Linked DNA regions of Bos taurus: region 1 is linked to region 2. Evidence: chromatin contacts called from public Hi-C data. All regions are on one chromosome and are shown on one strand. The core of a region is the stretch at or near the end of the contact, and the rest is flanking DNA. Distances in the headings are between cores, read along the strand shown. Region 1 holds the start of HID1 (HID1 domain containing). Region 2 overlaps SLC16A5 (solute carrier family 16 member 5).

Region 1 (6,458 bases), core at 3,499-5,998, 110 kb before region 2:
GCTGCTGCTGCTAAGTCACTTCGCTCATGTCTGACTCTTTACAACCCTACGGACTATAGCCCGCCAGGCTACTCTGTCCACCGAGTTCTCCAAGCAAGAATACTGGAGTGTGTTATCATGTCCTCCTCAGGAAATGACCTGGCAGTCTAGTGGTTAGGACTCTGTACATCCACTACAGGGGGGATGGGGTCAGTCTTTGGTCAGGGAACTACGATCCTGCATACCACTCAGCCAAAAAAATAATTAATAATTAGTCATACAGTGCAATATTATGCAGCCATCAGAATGTCTTCAAAGAATACGGATGAATGGAAAATGCTCGTGGTACAATGTTACATGAAAAAGAGAAGATATAAAGTTACTATAGGATGATCATGATTTTCTGTAAAATTATAGAGGAATAAAAGCCTGTAAGAAAATGAAAAAGTGGCGATAGCAATTATCTTGCGGGGTGGCTTTTTTGTTTGTTTCTTATATATTTTTTCTGTCCATGCGCGTATTGCTATCTTTTTCTTTTGAATGTTCATCTGTTTGAGGGTCAACCAAGGTCCTCTTACCCTTTTGAATAGTACTTCCTGCAAGAGACCTACCCAGGCTGCTCCAATCAAATCAGACTTTTGCCTTCTCTGAAAGAGCTGATAAAGGGCTACTACTACTACTACTAAGTCGCTTCAGTCGTGTCCAACTCTGTGCGACCCCATAGACGGCAGCCCACCAGGCTCCCCCATCCCTGGGATTCTCCAGGCAAGAACACTGGAGTAGGTTGCCATTTCCTTCTCCAATGCATGAAAGTGAAAAGTGAAAGTGAAGTCACTCAGTAGTGTCCGACTCTTTGTGACCCCATGGACTGTAGCCTACCAGGCTCCTCCATCCACGGGATTTTCCAGGCAAGAGTACTGGAGTGGGTTGCCATTGCCTTCTCCACGATAAAGGGCTACTCTACCACAAATCGGCAGGTAATACGCATCACTCTTATTATCAGGAAACGATGTGAATCTTACTTAAAAAAAAAAAAAAATTCTGTTGGGACTTCCTTGGAGATCCAGTGGTTAAAACTCCACACTTCCAATGCAGAGGGGGCAGATTTGATCCCTGGTCAGGGAACTAAAATCCCACATGCTGTGCAGTGAAGCCAAATAAATACTTTAAAAATTCTGTTCTCTAAAGCCACTTCTTCCAAGAAGTCTCCCAGAGTTTCTACCAGTGGGCTCGATCCCACCCTGGAAACCTGCTCCCCACCCGCCACAGTCACTCATCACGGGCCTGATTCCACTCTTGCCTGGAGGCTCCATTCCTCCACCAGCCCTTCTCCCAGGACCATGCACTTGAGGCATATGGCAGATGCTCAGCCAGTATTTGTCCAGCTAAAAGCTGTAATCAGTCCCAAAGATTCCCTTCAGCCCCTTCACCGGGCAGAGCTGAGCACAAGGCTGGGTACAAGCCTCCCCAGGGTCCAGTTTACCCCAGCCCACTCCCCAACAAGGCCTCCCAGTGAGGTACAGGGCAGCCTGTGGCCACGGCCTTCAGGGCTGGCCTGGCCCCAGGACAGCCTGGGTCCCAAAACTGGTAGAGCAAGTTAGCTGGGGGAGAGGAACAAAGACCAAAACTGCGCCCTGGGGCCGCGGCTGGCTTGTCCTCATGCCCTCCAACCCTCTCTGGGGTCCAGGGAAGCACACCCCCAGTGTGGGTGGTCCGGTGGAAGTGGGGAAGGAGCCTCCCGGAAAACATGCATGGCCCTTGCCCACCTCCCATCTGAGAGCACCTCTGGGAAGCCATTTTTCCCCTCCTCCCAAGTAGCCACTACCCTTTAAGCTTAAAGGGGCAGAAACTCATCGAGTGCACTTGACCTCTGACCTAGTTCATCAGGCAAGTGTCCCCTGGGGACTGAATTAAGAATGAGGAGAGAGTCTTAGCAGGGGAGCTTGAGAGGCCCCAGGGCAGCCCAGCTCTGAAGCAGAGGGAAATCCCAGCTCTGGGAGCTGGCCTTGAACTTCAGGACTAATGATTTCACCTCCCCCATCCCCAACTTGGACCTCTTCTCCAGGTCCCAGCTGTGGCTCAGATCCTTCAGTTTGGTGGCCGTTACCAGAGCAGGGGAGGCTAGCTTGATGCCATAGGTACTGGCCAGGTTCGCTGAAACTTTTGAGTGGGGAGGGAACATAGCTTAGATCCTGCCTCAGTTATTCTAGCCCTACCTAACACAAAGAAGCTTCTAAAATCCAAGCTAGTTTCTTTAAAGAGTATTTTTGGTGGAGGTGAGCAGGCCCGTGCTGCCAAGGGCACAGGGACTGAGCTACCCTGGAGGGAAACCAGATATTCTTAGCGAAGCTTTGCTGGGACCTGCTCAGGCCAGATGCCCACCAGCCTGGAGGACCGGCTGCAGCTGCTGGACCTCTCTGGGGGGAGAAGGGAAGCACCAGCAGTGGTCTGGCCTGCCAAGGGTGACCTGTACTGAATCACCACGGCATTCGCACACTCATACATGTGCACACGTGTGAACATGGACCCACCAGGTATCCTCTGGCCTACGACAGAGAATCTCCAAAAGGACAGGATCTAGGAGAGGGTCCCAGATCCAGGAATATGCCCCTCGAGGGCTCCACCCACACCGGGAAAGGCTTGAAACACAGCCAAAGCTGCCGGCTTCAGGACTGGGGTCGGGCCCAGCCCGAGGCAGGAAGAAAACAGGATACAGCACAGGAAGGCCGGGAAAGCCAACCAGCTTGGGCCCAGGCCACGGGGAAAAGGTTCTAGGTTGGCTTGTCTGCAAAACCCTGTGATCACAGAGGCCCTGGGACAAGAGGACACCCTGGGGACAACTGGCCTGAATCTCCTTGGGGACACCGAGTGGCAAGGTCTGGGGACCATTTGGGGTTTGGCCCTGACTCCCGAGCTGTTTGAGCCAGGTCACTGCACAGGGTCCGTGGCTTCAGGCTCTGAGGGTCTCTCCCTCCAGGCAGCCCAGGTCCCCTCCCACCTGCAGGGCCCCAAGGCTCTCCTGAGAGAGACTCAGGCTGGTGTCTGGCTCCAGCTCTGTCCCACGTCAGCTCACTGTCCCCAGCTGTCCCCAGCTGCTCAGTCCACCCTGTCATAGGGCCACAGCCAGGGAAGGATGGAGGCCCAGTGTAATTTGGGGAGGGGGCCCGAGCCTGTAGGAATCCTGTGGGACCCAGCTGAGCTGGTCCTACTGGCCTGGCAGAGACCCTAGCTGCCGAGCCCATAGTGACAAGGTGGTTTCCTCCAACAAGGCGTTTCCCTCCCCAGGCAGGTAAACACGGAGGCCTCCCTCCCCTCTTCTCCTTGTGGCCCCCCACCGAGAGGCGGGACCACCTGCCACCCTCAGATCTAGAAGCCCCACACGCCAAAAAAGCCAAATGCCAGAAACAGCCAGGAGCCTTGGGGGCAAGGGTGATTAGCAAGGCCTGGTTTCTATCAAATGCCTCTCAGCTGGGACTGGACCCTTCAGAGGCCCTGGGCGTGTGCCGGGCTCCTGACCTTTCTCCTGTGGGAACCAGAGAGTGTGGGACCAGAGTTCTGGCCCCTGGAGCTGCAACCAGCTGGCTGTGGGGGAAATGGCTCCCTTGAAACTACTCTACTTGGGAGCATGAGAGAGCCCTAGGGGTGCAGGTAGAAGGAAATCCCCGGCTGGCAGCAGGTCCTGACTCCCTCGAAAGTGGGGGACCTGGGGAGGCAGAGATGGGCATCTCTTTGGCCAGAGTGGCCTGGCTCAAGGAGTGAGAAGAGAGGGGTGGGCAGGGAGATAGCCTTGCTGGGGCCAGCCCTTGTGCTGGGGGCAAGGAGTTGGCCTCGGTGCCACTTGTGGGCTCAGGGGTCTGTGCAAGCCTGGATGGGTACCCCCAGGCCCCACAGTACCTAGTCCAGGGGCAGCCTGGACGGTTCTTAACCCTGCCCCAGAGAACACAGGGTACAGCAAACACAGCCACCTGCACCGCAGGGCCTGGAAAGCGGAGCCCCTGGAGCAGTGGTCCCCAGCTGGGAATCTGGACTCCATGGGCCTGGGAACAGCTCCCCTGGCCAGGCTGCAGCGCTGCCTGCCACTCTGCGTGTTCCCATCAACACCTAGGCCTTCTCTGGCCGTGGGCATCGACCCGGCCCAGCGAGGCCGCCACCGTGCACCAGCTGTTTCCCGATCCGGGAAGGCAACCGCCGGCTTTGTTTGCACTGAGTCAACCGGGTCTGTGCCTCCCGGATCGCCGACACCCACCGAGGGGCAGGGAGGAGAAAAGGAGGTGTTTGGGTGGGTGGGGGTGGGGAGAGGCTGGAGATTGAGGGGCTGGAGGGGCGATGAGGGGGCCGACAGCGGAGCGGACAGCGACGACGCCGGCCTGGGGAGTAGGCACACGTCAGCCTAAGGTGGCAGCAGCAGCTGCGGGAAATAGGGATGTTCCCGGGAGAGAAGGCTGGGGGTGGGGGACTAAGGGATGGAGCCCTGGGGTACAGGCCCAGGAGTCTCGCTCTTCCCTGGCTGCGGCGTCACCCTCCTGGCCAGCTGGTCCCCCCAGCCCCCGGCTAGCCAAGTTCTTGCAGCCGTTCCCCCAACCCCGAAAGCCCTGCCCTGCCCCCACCCTGGCAGGTGCGTGGGAAGGCCGGGGCCCCGGGCGCACCTGCGTCTTGGTGGTGAGCTGGATCACCGCCTTTCGGAAGTTCAGCTTGGAGTCGGCCGACCCCATTTCGTTGGAGCCCGTTCCGGCCTGGTCCCGGCCCCGACTCCCGCTCGGGCTCCGGCTGGGTATCCAGCTCCAGCCCCGCTGCCCCCGCGGCTCTCGCAGGAGCCGAGCCGCGCGCCCCGCCCGCCCGCCGGCGTCGGCCCCGCCCCCCTGGGCCCCGCCCCGCCGGGCCCCGCCCCCCGCACCTGCTGCTCCAGCGCCGTGTTCCCCGCGCCGACCCGGGGTCTGGCCCGCGGATCCACCCCCAGCCCCTTCTCAGCTGGATCGGGTTCCTTCTGCGTGGAAGCGTTATCCCTCTCGGTCTCTCCCATTTACACTCAGCGCCACCCCCACCCCACGGGCCCGCAACCTTTCCAGCCTCCGTCCCCTGCCCCCCATCCTCACCCTCGGTCCCCACTCCATCACTAGGCCGACAGTTTCAAAGCCGGTCCTCTCCAGCATCTTTCTTGTCCATCTCCCGGCATTCTGGGGCATTCTGGGCATCCGCTCCTTTGGTTCCCCTTTTCTGACCTGTCTCATCGGGCTCCGCGGCCTGGTGAGAGCGAGGGGTCCCTTCTGAGTCCCACCATTCCTTTCTGGCCACTTGCCTTCCCTGAGAATCCTCTTAGAGTCATCCATTTCAACAGATATGTTTAGGGACTAGGATTTATCAACACGGTGTCAGGGCCGGGGGGCCGAGGAGGCTTAAGGCACAGAGTCTGCTATTTAAGAGCAGTTAGCTAGAGAGACAAAAAAGGAACAGATTAGCCATGGTTCAGCCCAATGAGACCAGGATAGAGGCAAATTAATAATAATAAATAGTGACAACCTCTTACACGACAGAAAACCTACCTCTGAAGTAGGTATTAAACCCACTTTACCCTAGGGAAAACTGAGGCTCAAAGCAGTTAAGCTGCCCAAAGTCACACAACTGGTAAGGAACAAAGCCAAAAAAGTAAATCCAGCTCTGGCTCCAAAAGAGGCTGCATTTTTTCAACAATATCGCCTTGCAGGTTATGTCTGGAAGCTTCTAGAAATCCTAGCTGCTTCAAAAGGAGGTGACATTTAGCTTGAATTGGAGTTCCAAGGGTAAAAAATGTGGGGTGCGCTGTCTAGGCATAAAGGCAGGGTAGGACAGGGGTGGGGTAGCAAGGAGGGGGGCAAGGGTGTCCCCACAGCACTGAATGAGCAGACTGGACGGGAGAGCTCTGTGTTTGCTCCTGAGGTGGGTTTTCCCTACCCTGGATGAAATCTTGGACAGGCTCCATGGCTTTTATAATCACTTCAAGATAACAAATGAATAGTACCTTTATTTGGCATTAAAAAAAAAAATCCAGTCCATTCTACAAATCACCCATTCCCAGTCCAGGCCAGTGTGACATTTAAAAGCTGCTGCGTCGCTTCAGTCGTGTCTGACTCCGTGCGACCCCAGAGACGGCAGCCCATCAGGCTCCCCTGTCCCTGGGATTCTCCAGGCAAGAACACTGGAGTGGGTTGCCATTTCCTTCTCCAATGCAGGAAAGTGAAAAGTGAAAGTGAAGTTGCTCAGTCGTGTCTGACCCTCAGTGACCCCATGGACTGCAGCCTACCAGGCTCCTCCATCCATGGGATTTTCCAGGCAAGAGTACTGGAGTGGGGTGCCATTGCCTTATTCATTAAGGAGATACAAACTGAAACCACAATACAGTTACTGCTACATACCTATTCAGTTCAGTTCAGTCACTCAGTCGTGTCCGACTCTTTTCAACCCCATGAATCGCAGCACGCCAGGCCTCCCTGTCCATCACCAAT
Region 2 (6,368 bases), core at 394-2,893:
GGCGTGTGTGTGCATGCTGTGTGTGTGCTGTATGTGGTATGTGGTGTGTGTACATGTATGTGTGGGGTGTGTGTGGTGTGTTGTGTGGTATGTGGGGTGTGTATGTGTGCTATATATGTGTGTGTATGTGTGTGGTGTGTGTATGTGTGCTGTATGTGTGTGTGGTGTGTGTATGTGTGCTGGGTGTGTGTATGTGTGTGGTGTGTTGTGTGGTATGTGGGGTGTGTATGTTTGCTGTGTGTGTGTGGTGTGTGTATGTGTGCTGAGTGTGTGGTGTGTGTGTGTGGTGTGTGTATGTGTGCTGGGTGTGTGTATGTGTGTGGTGTGTTGTGTGGTATGTGGGGTGTGTATGTTTGTGTGTGTGTGGTGTGTGTATGTGTGCTGGGTGTGTGGTGTGTGTATGTGTGTGGTGTGTGTATGTGTGCTGGGTGTGTGTATGTGTGTGGTGTGTGTGGTGTGGTGTGTGGTATGTGGGGTGTGTATGTTTGCTGTGTGTGTGTGGTGTGTGTATGTGTGCTGAGTGTGTGGTGTGTGTGTGTGGTGTGTGTATGTGTGCTGGGTGTGTGTATGTGTGTGGTGTGTTGTGTGGTATGTGGGGTGTGTATGTTTGCTGTGTGTGTGTGGTGTGTGTATGTGTGCTGAGTGTGTGGTGTGTGTGTGTGTGGTGTGTGTATGTGTGCTGGGTATGTGGTGTGTGTATGTGTGCTGTGTGTGGTGTGGTATGTCTGTGTGTGTGTGTGTGTGGTGTGGTGTGTGTGTGTGGTGTGTGTACATGTGCTGGGTGTGCTGTATGTGTGCTGTATGTGTGTGGTGTGTGTGTGTGGTGTGTGGTGTGCTGTATGTGTGCTGTATGTGTGTGGTGTGTGTGTGTGGTGTGTGTGTGTGGTGTGTGGTGTGTGTATGTGTGCTGTATGTGTGTGGTGTGGTGTGTGTATGTGTGCTATATGTGTGTGGTGTGGTATGTCTGTGTGTGTGTGTGTGTGGTGTGGTGTGTGGTGTGGTGTGTGTGTGTGTGTGGTGTGTGTATGTGTGCTGAGTATGTGGTGTGTGTATGTGGTGTGTGTATGTGTGGTGGGTGTGGTGTGTGTATGTGTGCTGTATGTGTGTGGTGTGGTATGTCTCTGTGTGTGTGTGTGTGTGGTGTGTGGTGTGTGTACGTGTGCTGGGTGTGGTGTGAGTATGTGTGCTGTATGTGTGTGGTGTGGTGTGTGTGTGTGGTGTGTGGTGTGTGTATGTGTGCTGTATGTGTGTGGTGTGTGTGTGTGGTGTGTGGTGTGTGTATGTGTGCTGTATGTGGTGTGTGTGTGTGGTGTGTGGTGTGTGTATGTGTGCTGTATGTGTGTGGTGTGGTGTGTGTATGTGTGCTATATGTGTGTGGTGTGGTATGTCTGTGTGTGTGTGTGGTGTGTGTGTGTGTGTAGTGTATGTGTGTGGTGTGGTGTGTGTGTGTGTGTGGTGTGTGTATGTGTGCTGAGTGTGTGGTGTGTGTGTGTGGTGTGTGTATGTGTGCTGGGTGTGTGGTGTGTGTATGTGTGCTGTATGTGTGTGGTGTGGTATGTCTGTGTGTGTGTGTGTGGTGTGCTCAGAGAAGCCCGCGCAGGCACAGGCCTCTCCTCTGTGGGACGGTGTGCGGCCTCTTGGCGGTGAGCGCTGTGACAGGAGCGCTGCAGGGAGACGGGCTCCGCGCTCTGACGCTGCAGTGTGGTGCGCTTTGTGCAGCGGCTGCCCGCTCGGCGGCCCTCACCCGCTGGCTCCCTGGCCGTCACCGCAGCTCTGACAGGGAGCCTGGCTGTGCCCGGGGCTCTGGAAGCAGGAAGGCTGGTCGGGACGTTTGGTGAGGTGTCACTGTGCGCCTGTGGCACTAGGACTGAGCGGCTCCAGACGGCTGCTCCGTCTACCGGCAGTTCTGGCGCGCTCGTGGGCACGCGGCCACGGCTGGGCCGGGCAGTCCCACCTGCTGACCCCGGGATGACGGCACAGCTAGAAAGCGTTCGGCCCACCCGTCCGGGCCCACAGTGGTTCACCTGCTGGCCCTCCTGTCCCTCCTGCCAGGCTGGCTCTGAGAAGTAGGGGAAAGGCGATGCCAAGGCCAGTACGTGGGCCTCTGGCCACCTCCCAGGGGGCGGCGTCCCTCTGCTGTACCCGGTGCCGGGCGAGAGGAAAGGACGGGTCCAGCCGCCCAGCGGTGGCGGCAGGGGCCAGGGCCAGCCGGCAGCTCCCTTCTGTCCCTTCCTCAGGCAACCCGGGCAGCGGTTAGGCTGTGGCCGCAGCGTTCGTAGCTGAGGATGTCCCAGGCCTTGGAGCGCTCCGAGGGCTGCTGGGCCTGGGTGGTGCTGCTGGCCTCCGTGGTGACGCAGGGCCTCACCCTGGGCTTCCCCACATGCATCGGCATCTTCTTCACCGAACTGCAGCGTGAGTTCCAGGCCAGCAACAGCGAGACTTCCTGGTTCCCCTCCATCCTGACAGCCATGCTCCACGCAGGGGGTGAGCAGGGTGGGGAGGGACCGGGCGTGGGCTGGGGTGCGGGGAGGGATGAGAAGGAGCTCGGGAGGAAGAGAGGAAGCCACAACCTCTCCGGCCTCCTGGGTCCCTCTCTCTGGGGCCACAGGTTTCGCCTGGTGCTGTGAATTCCTGGGATGTCATCTTGATTTCAGCAGGGCCAGTTCCCCCGCCCAGGATCCTGTGGGGCTAGGCTGAGCTGGACTGGGCTGGGGATGGGCACAGGGCAGGGAGGCCCCCAAGATGTAAAGCCAGTCCTCCTGATGAGCATGGGAGGATCGAGCCAGACCATAAGAGTTCAGGGGCACACGCCACAGAACAGCGAGGCTTCCTGTGGGGTGATCTCTCAGAAGCTCAGTTTTTCCCTCTGCCATTTGGGGAAAACAGCCAGCAGCCCCAGGCTGCCCACCTCCCACACAAGGTTGCAGAGAAGATCACAGAGTCCTGCCAGGTCTGAGAGCTTGGGCAATAGAAATAGCCCTCATCAGGGCTTCAGGACAGGAATCGGGGGGCTGGAGAAGGACCCCAGGAGCAAGAGGGGGGCAGAGCAAGAACCCCATCTCTCACCAGGAAGCAGAGGGCTGCGGAGATGGAGGGCAGCCCCCTCAGTTCCTGGTTGGCTTCTCCAGTGATGGGAGGGCTCACCTTGACCCCAGGGAAAGAGAAGGGGCCCGGGTGGGTTCTCCACAATAGCCTTGGGCTCGCGGGCCTGCCCCCCCACTCCTGCGAGCTCTCCAGGGAGACTCCATGGGCAGTGACCTCTTGGTGGGGGCTCGACTTGACAGCCCGCCGGGCTCTCCTCACCCCTGTTTGCCTGTCTCAGGTGATCCATCTCCCCACCCTCCACTGGCACTGGGAGGGAAGTCAGACTGGGATAAGAGCCACCTTCACTGACATGACCCCTGAACCTGCTGCTTGGGGCATGGGCTCGGGGCAAGGAGCAAGGCCAGGCCTGGCTCAGACCGCACAACCTTTCAGCCAACAAGCATGGGCAGTAGTGTGAATCTCAGATGGTTCCTTTTCTGCAACCGGAGAGGGGTCTGGGCCAGGGACTAGGAACCGGGCATTCAGTGGGGACCCCGCTCCCCAGCCAGCTTTAGACTCACACCCAGGAGGCATGCCAACATTCTGGTCAGCCCAGGACTCCTATAGGTCTGTCTTACATACACACACACACACCTTTAGTCCATGCTCATTCAGAGTATTATGGAAATTTTTAACTTGAAAGTATCCTTGATCCTAAGTACCCCCCAAACCCACACATTTTAGAGATGAAGACAAGCCGGCACGGAGTATCCAAGGCCTTACCTGTGCTGTAGAGTGAGTTTGGGGAAGAAACTGTGCCCATGCAGAGGGAACATTTGCCTCCCAGTGCCCCACCCCAGCACCCTCTGCTATATCAGCTAAGCTGGCACACGTCCCAGCCCCCGCCCCACACACGATGACTCAGGGCTTTCCCCAATGTCACCTTTCCAAAGTCAGGTCAAAGTTTGGGGGTGGGAAGGATGTGTGGGTCAGCGGTCATGTCCATTTCAAAGCCTCGCCTCTCCCTCTGTGGCTGCCTCTCCTTGATTACCTCTGAGGATGGGCTGCTCACTTCCTCTGTTACTCTCATACTCAGACTGGCTCACACCCACACACCCTCTCTCCACACCAAGCACCCAAACTCACATTGTGTGTGCAGACACACTTTCTCTGTCCCTTTGGCTGCGCTCTGGGAGAGTTAACTCTGGAGAAACTCTACAGTGTGTATTTGGGAGGGCGGGGTAGGGTGGGGCGGGGCAAGGTATTTGGCGAATGGGGCCCTCTGAGGTGTCAAGGAGCAGCCTGCCAGGACTGGCTCACTTCTACTCTGGGTCTGCACTGATGAGAAAGCAGCTCAGGGTAGAGGTGGGGGAGGACAGGCCCCTCTCCTCCAGAAGCCAAATATCTAGTGATGCAAGACTTTGGTGGTGGCTGGAGGGAATGGGGGAGGGGAGAAGGTACTCCACATACTTTTCTCCAGAGGCTGGAGCAAGGGGGTGCACGGTAGCCCAAGGCCCCGGGTTGCCCACCCTGAACAGGTTGAAGGATGGTGGGAGGGCTGCAGCCAGTCCTCCTGAGGATGGGGGAGAGGGGGACAGGGAGTGGAGGTGCTCACCGTGATGTAGCCGCCCTGGGACTGTGGTCCACTGAGGCTGACCCCTGCGAGGGGCATCCACCCAGGTCACGATTTCACCCAGATGGATGCGGCCTTCGGTCAGTGCAGTGAAGGGCCTTAGTCTGTACCTCTGGGGATCCTGGTCAGGGTCAAACTGAATATTTGCAGCACCTCACCTCACAGCTGCTCAGACATCACCCAGCCTGACCCCTCAGCCTCTGCAGGGGGAAACCAAGGCCTGGAGAGGGACTGGCCTTGCTCGGCCTGTAGCCAGTCTTTAGCAGGGTGGGGATCAGAACCCAGGTGTGTGTGTTCCAGGGCTTCTGCTTTGTGCCTTTTTTTTTTTAATTGAGGGCTTCCCTGGGTGGTTCAGTGGTAAAAAATCCGCCTGCCAATGCAGGAGACGCAGCAGATTCAGGTTCAATCCCTGGGTCAGGAAGATGCCCTGGAGGAGGAAATGTTAGCCCACTCTAGTACTCTTGCCTGGAAAATCCCATGGACAGAGGAGCCTGGTGGGCTACAGTTCATAGGTTGCAAAGAGTCAGACACGACCGAGTGACAGCACGCACGCATTTATTATTTACTTTTGGCTGTGCTGTCTTTGTTGCTCTGCAGGCTTTTCTCTAGTTGTAGTGAGTGGGGGCTCCTCTCTGGCGTCTGTGTGCGGGCTTCTCAACGCGGTGGCTTCTCTTGTCGCGGAGCACAGGCTCCGGGGTACAGTGGCTTTGGTTGTTGAGGCTCCTGGGCTGTAGAGCACAGGTTCATTGCTCTGCAGTTGTGGTGCACGGGCTTCATTGCTCCATGGCACGTGGGATCTTCCTGGATCAGGGATCGAACCCGTGTCTCCTGCATTGGCAGGTGGATTCTTTACCACTGAGCCCCCCAGGGAAGCCTTTAAGCCACCTGCTAGTTGCTCCTGGAACCCCCTCCCAAGCCCGTTCTCTCCCTCCCTCTGACCTCGTCATTCAGCTGTCACCTGCTGCCTGCCTCCTCCCCACAGGCCCCCTGTGTAGTATCCTGGTGGGACGCTTTGGCTGCAGAGCAACGATGATGCTGGGCGGCGTGCTGGCCAGCCTGGGCATGGTGGCCGGCTCCTTTTGCCGCACCCTCGGCCAGCTCTACCTCACGGCAGGATTCATCACAGGTGACTGTCATTTCATTTTGAGAGTTACTGGGTAGGTACTGGGTACGAGACTGAAAAGGGCCAGGCGTGGTAAACAGGGCAGGCGAAGCTCTGAATCTCCTGGGGCTGCTCACAGCCACTCGAGGCAGAGGAACAATGAACAGATAAGTAACGAGGGTCAATCCTGACAAGTGCCCGAGAAGACAGGACAGCTGATGCCATGGTGTCCTCGTTCGGGTGGGGTTGGGCAGAGATTAGACAAGTAAAGAGGTGGAATAACTAAATCAGCCAGTGTAAAAGACACAGCAGGGTTGGGGGAGGTTGCTGCTTTTTTTTTCGGCTGTGCCTGAGGCTTGTCGGATCTCGCTTACCGGACCAGGGATGGAACCTGCGCACCCTGCAATGGAAGCATGGAGTCTTAACTCTGACCACTAGGGAAGCCCCAGCTTGCTGCTTTCAGCAGAGCTGTCAGGGAAGGCTTTGCAGAGAAGGTGACATTTGGCCAGAAGGAGGGGAGGCATCTGCCACCAGGCACCCGGGGAAGAACATTCCAGAAGGAGCAGCAAGACCAAAGGCCCAGGAATGCTCTTGGAGCACTGAGGACGC

What was found. Hi-C and Micro-C count contacts between places; a contact is called where the count stands out from the background.
Region 1: a Hi-C map of liver shows a contact between it and region 2, with 3 times the contacts expected there. The contact joins the promoter of HID1 here to the enhancer-like site in region 2. A contact is called at or near these places in 3 of 11 Hi-C or Micro-C datasets (8-cell embryo, liver and an unstated tissue).

Annotation. Positions count from the first base shown.
Region 1 is chr19:56,453,362-56,459,819 of ARS-UCD2.0, reverse strand. HID1 (HID1 domain containing) reads right to left here and starts at 4,748. Exons shown (of 19, transcript NM_001076924.1): 1 at 4,626-4,748. The coding sequence starts at 4,691.
Region 2 is chr19:56,344,471-56,350,838 of ARS-UCD2.0, reverse strand. SLC16A5 (solute carrier family 16 member 5) reads left to right here. Exons shown (of 6, transcript XM_024981070.2): 3 at 2,238-2,484; 4 at 5,640-5,783. The coding sequence starts at 2,286. Among named protein-coding and RNA genes, the nearest start is that of ARMC7, 12 kb to the right of the region's middle. Within about 2 kb of position 1,643, at least 12 of the 102 cell types and tissues checked have an H3K27ac peak or open chromatin away from gene starts, as enhancers often do. A contact at or near this core is called in liver, where this site is marked.